Linked DNA regions of Rattus norvegicus: region 2 is linked to region 1. A link is a contact called in public Hi-C data. All regions are on one chromosome and are shown on one strand. Each heading gives the region's core, a stretch centred on a gene start, on an enhancer-like site or on the middle of the called end of the contact. The rest is flanking DNA. Distances are from core to core; before and after follow the strand shown. Region 1 holds the start of Arhgef18 (Rho/Rac guanine nucleotide exchange factor 18). Region 2 overlaps Arhgef18 (Rho/Rac guanine nucleotide exchange factor 18).

The links. Hi-C and Micro-C count contacts between places; a contact is called where the count stands out from the background.
Region 2: a contact with region 1 is called in a Hi-C map of liver, with 6 times the contacts expected there. The contact joins the enhancer-like site here to the promoter of Arhgef18 in region 1. A contact is called at or near these places in 10 of 12 Hi-C or Micro-C datasets (the A7r5 cell line, Schwann cells, frontal cortex and 5 more).

What each region holds. Positions count from the first base shown.
Region 1 is chr12:6,191,501-6,194,279 of GRCr8, forward strand. It overlaps Arhgef18 (Rho/Rac guanine nucleotide exchange factor 18), which reads left to right and starts at 1,522. Exons shown (of 31, transcript NM_001395655.1): 1 at 1,522-1,824.
Region 2 is chr12:6,233,878-6,236,624 of GRCr8, forward strand. The region is part of intron 12 of Arhgef18 (Rho/Rac guanine nucleotide exchange factor 18); the gene reads left to right. Among named protein-coding and RNA genes, the nearest start is that of Arhgef18, 42 kb to the left of the region's middle. Within about 2 kb of position 1,379, at least 1 of the 93 cell types and tissues checked has an H3K27ac peak or open chromatin away from gene starts, as enhancers often do. A contact at or near this core is called in liver, where this site is marked.

The DNA of each region.
Region 1 (2,779 bases), core at 272-2,771:
TGCACTCTGTGTGTGTACGTTCACCTGTGCGTGTGCACACAGCTCCACATATATGTGCAGAGCCCAGAGTTTAATGTGTGTCTACTCAGGGCTTTCTGCATGTATAGACACTACTATTTACACATAGCATGTGTATGACCGTGCACAGCTCCACATGTCTGTGCAAAGCCCAGTGTGTCCACCTGGGTTCTCTGCATGTGTGGACACTGCTGTCTGTACATAACTGTTTCCCAGGGCGTCACATTTGAGAGCTCACAAGAGTTACGTGCTAAGAGACTACTCAGCCCCAGTTTGGAGCCAAGTGTGAACCCTTCTTCTCACCTTTTCAGTCACTGGTATACTGATCCTAGCAGGAGTAAAAATAGTCTATATTTGTTTTTCTTATTAAGTGTGTGTGCACGCATATGTGTGCCTATGTGTGCAGATGCCTGTATGTGTGTTTGTCTGTGTGTGGATATGTGCCTGTTTTGGGTTTGGGTGCCTATAGAGGTCAGAAGGGCACAGGAACCCCTATAGCAGAAGTCACACCAGTCATGAGCCACCCAATGTAGGTGCTGGGAACTGAACTCAGGTCCTCTAGAAGAGTAGCAAGCACTCCTAACCACTGGGCCATCTCTCCAGCCCTGTGCATACCTCTTGCCTTCTATTTAAACCTAAATCTAATATCAGGTCCCTAAGGGTGGACTTGGAGGGGAGAGGTAGGAGGAGCAGGGGGCCTTTTGTTCCTCTTCCTTTCGGCAACACCGAATAAATGTGCCTTCTCTACTTCTCACCGTTTTCAGTTTACCCTGGGTGGCCTGGAACTCCCTCTGAAGGCTGGGCTGGTCTCAGATTCAGAGGTGCGCCTGCCTCTGCCTGCCGAGGGCTGGGATTAAAGGAGTGTCCCACCACACCCAGCTCCACTTACTTTTCGAGACTAGGTCTCTCACTGAAGCTGGAACACTGGGGTAGGTTGGGTGGCCTGCCCTCCCCTGGCATCCTCCTGTCTGCCAGCCCAATACTGCAGTTATTACAGGTGGTCTTACCACACCCTGACTTTCTTTAGTCAGTGGGGTGGGGACCTAAAATCAGGCCCACTTGCTTGTGTGGCAAGCACCTAACCCTGACTGACTTTCTGAGGATGTGTCGCTCAATCTGGTTTGTTAGAGGACTGCCAGGACTGGGACTCTAACCTTAACAGCTCTGGTGACAGTACACCAGTCGACAAACTGGCAGTATTTACAGCAGGAGACCAGACAGATATCAAACAGAAGAATAGCTGTTAGACATTTACAAGCACAGCATTCACTTCCACGTGTTTCCACGGGTCCACACGCCCACATATGTTTCTGTCCCCACATGTGTTCCACCGTGTGCCTTTCTAGAGACATGTGACTTGAGTGTCTCCTGTGTCTACTTGTGCACCCGTGCGTTAGGGTGAGGCCCTCACACTCTGTTCCTCTTCAACAGTTGGCTCCACAGGAAGCTATTGGGTGGGGGCTCGGTGTCACCGCTGAGCCTCCCCTCTCGACTCTCCGCTTTACTTCCCCATGATACCTACAGCAGGTACAGGCTGAGGGTGGACTCCCAGATTCTCACACCCCACCTCCGACTGTTCTCTACTCTCCTCGCTGATCCCTGATGCTGCTGCCTGCTGCCTGCCATTGACGAAGAAGAAAAATAAAAGCCGGTAGATGAGAAAGAGGAAATTGGGCAGAGTTTAGCCACTCTGTGGTTAGCCTGGCCCATGTGTCCCTTGAAACCCTGGCTGTGTGACATGGGGGGAACTTCAAGAGCTGTTAACAAAGCCAGTCACCTACTTGAGCAAGAATCGAGCTCCAGTGGGTGAGTAACCATCTTGAGGAGTGGTGGGTGAGAGTCTGTAAGGCAGGAGATTGACTCTAATAGCCATGACATAACCAGAAGAGAGCTGGGCAGCCATTTGCTCCGCAGAGATCAGTGATCCTAAAATGACCCTGGAGGGTGCTGGGATTATGGCTCCGTTGGTAGGGAGCTTGCTTAGCACGGGCAAAGTCCTGGGTTTCATCCCAGCACCGCATAAATCAAAGCTGGGTGTCGCATGCCTGTCAAGCATCCCTTGGGAGGTAGAGGCAGGAAGATTAGGAGTTTGTGGTTATCCTCAGCTACATAGGGAGTTCAGAGGCTGCCTGGTCTACGGGAGACCCATGCCGGAGTCTAAAGGAACCCTTTGTAAGCAAAGACTGTGTGGGGACAGAGGAAGCCGGGGATGAGGGAGGAAGTTTAAGCTCCTCTTCAGCAGGTGTCCGTGTTTTGTCTTGTTCTGTTTTGTTTTGCTTTTGAATCTGGGTCTCACCACGTGGTCCAGGCTGGCCTCCAACTCCCAGTGTCCCTACCTGTGCCTCCCCAGTTCTTATTTTTTATTTTTAAAATGCACGTGTAGCACCACACCATGGCTTGTCCTCTTCACCTTTCAAGGCATTGGTTCTGGGGTTTCCAGGTCTTCCAAATGGGGACCCCCCTCGGGCTGTGGGCCCTTAACCTTGAGGAGTCACTGGTGGCTCCCTTTGTGGGCCAGTTTGAGGAACCTCTCACAACAACAAGTGAGGTGGGAGGCAGGCTGCGGTTTTTACCAGGCACACCCAAGATGACAGTTTCCTGACTCCGTGCACCCCCCGGAGCCATGTAAAGTGGGTTTAGAACTGACCACCCCAATGGAGGTGGTGAGTTAGGTAGGAGACAGGCTTTGAATGTGGCCCCCATGGGGATGACACTCTGAATCACCCTGATTTCTGAGCAAAAATCCAAGTCGTACCCACCT
Region 2 (2,747 bases), core at 129-2,628, 42 kb after region 1:
GTCACTGGGGATGGTGACTAAGTTCTATCTCAGCCTTGGCCTTTGTAGAAATCCAGCCGCATCTGGACTCAGGCAGGCAGGGTTTTTATCAGACGTGGTGACAAAATATCTTGTATTTCCTGGCTAAAATCTCAGAAACACGTTTTGTCATAGTACTGGGACCTGACTGGCCAAGGTCAAGTTATCCTCAGGTGTTGGGTTTCTCCACATCCTTCTCCCAGATTCTGGTAGCTCTCCAACCTCGTGACAGCATCATCCTACAATGTTGTTGTGTGCACCCTGGAGTCCCAAACTCTCTTTTCTCTCTTTCCTTCCCTTGTACTCGTGCTTGTTCATGTGTGCATTTGAAGGTGCTTATATATAAATACCAAAGGACAACCTTGGCAGTGTTTTCTTCTGTGCCATTCCGTTATGTTTTATGTGTGACTTGTGTGCAGGTACATCCATGCACATGTGTCCACATGCATGTGGAGGCTAGTGTGCAGGTACATCTGTGTACATGCACACACATGTGTCTACATGCATGTGGATGCTAGTATGCAGGTATATCTATGTACATGCACACACATGTGTCCACATGCATGTGGAGGCTAGTGTGCAGGTATATCTGTGTACATGCACACACATGTGTCTACATGCATGTGGAGGCTAGTGTGCAGGTATATTTGTGTACATGCATGCTCATGTGTCCACATGCATGTGGAGGCTAGTGTGCAGGTTTATCTGTGTACATGCACGCACATGTGTCTACATGCATGTGGAGGCTGGAGATTAATTCTGGATGTCTGCCTCTATCACTCTCCACATCTTTTTTTGAGACAAGGTCTTTAGAGAACCTGGTGTTTGCTGATGCAGCAGCCTCCTGCATACCCCGGGGATCCTCCTCTCTCCGACTCCTGGGATTATAATCACTGTGTTCTCGGGCCCGGCTTATTGTTTATTATTTTCATGTGGGTTCTGGAGGGCTGAGCTTAGGTCCTCGTGCTTCCAGGGAAAGTGCGTTTTCTGACGTGTCCTCGTGCCAGCCTACAACCTCCTTCCCTTTAAGGACCTATCATCACATCAGAGTAGGGGCTCAACCTAGCCCAATATGAGGTTCACCATGAGTTAGGACTGAGTAAATGTGCTAGGGCAGGGTTCCAAACAAGATGTGTCAATATGAGTGTGGGTATGGAGGTCCATTCCCTTCTCCCACCATGTGGGTTCCGGGGATAGCATTCAGGTTATCAGTCCTCTACTGACCCATGGTCTTATTCTGCAATAAAGGAAGGGATAGGGCTATATACACTAATTGAGGGGAGACAGTTCAACCCGTAGCACGAAGTTCACTCCCTCCTGGAGCTGTCCAAAATGGCTGGGCTAGGCTGGACTAGGTTGAACTGGGCTGGCATAAGTCTGGACTTGGCAAACAGTGCTAGGTTACTGCAATCCTTGGAGAGAGAGAGAACTCTGGGATTTTGAACATTTCCCTTTTGAAATCGAGCCCAATTTTGAGGAGAATTAAAGAGAAGGTAGTTGCTTCTTAAAAGACGTGTGTGGTGTTGACGATTAGCTCAGCTGGCAGGTTATTTGCTGAGCATTCGGAAGGCTCTGGGCTGCACCTTCAGCATGGGTGGCGTGTGCCTGTGATCCCAGAATTCCAGGGGTGGAGGCAGGAGGATCAGAAGCTCAATACCATAGTAGGTTAGATAGTACATTCAAACCAGCATACATGATATTCTATCGTGTGTGTGGCGCACGCAGATGTGCCTATGCGTGTACACATTAGCAGCAAGAAGTCCAACTACAGAGTATTTACAAGCAAGACTCAGGCAAGTTCAAGGTTCAACTGTAGGACATCAGCACTGTTGGCCTTTGAGGTCAATTAATCGTCCCAGAACCCTTAACCCACTAGGCACTAGTAGCCCCTGCCTCATCTAAAGTCGTGACAAAATGTCTCTTGTTGGTGGGAAGGCCCGAGGTGAGACCCGGTTATCTAAGACTCCCAGAAGGCCCCAGGGTGTGCATAGACCTTGATGTAAGAACCACAGACCCGGTGCCTCCCAGACACCAGAGTGGCAGGTTTTTCATCACACTGTCCCCACCCCTTTTTTGTCAAAGTGTCATTTCACTGGTTAAGGGACTATAGGACATTCTGCCTGTGGCTACTGCTGTTTATTGTAATGGTGACTGGACAGAAGAGACTTGACACATTAGATCAGTATTGTAGGCAGGGGCTCTACCACTGAGGCACACCTCTAGCCGATTTTTATTTTTGAGACAGGTCTCTCTGTGTCACCCTGGCTGTCCTAGAACTTGCTCTCAAAGACCAGGCTGGCCTCAAACTCAGAGATCTGCTTGCCTCTGCCTCCTAAGTGCGGGGATTAAAGGCGTTCATTGCCACTGCCTGGCGGCCATCTTTACTCTTTGAGTAGGTGTGATGTCAGGGTTTCTTTCTCTTTATCTTTTTTCTAATCTTCTCTCCTCTCCTTCTCCTCCTCCCTTTTCACTCTACCCCTTGGCCTCCCCATCTTTCTCTCTCTCTTTCTTTCTTTCTTTCTTTCTTTCTTTTTCATAAAAGGGTCTCCTATAGCCCAGGCTACCCTCAAGTTTCAAACTTGCCAAGTAGCCAAAGATGACTGGATCTTCCAGTTCTTCTGGAATCATAGCCATGTATCATCACTTCCGGTTTATGTGGGGCTGGGGTTGGGACCCAGAGCTTCATGCGTGCTGGACGGGCACTCTGCAAACTCAGCTTCACCTCTGCC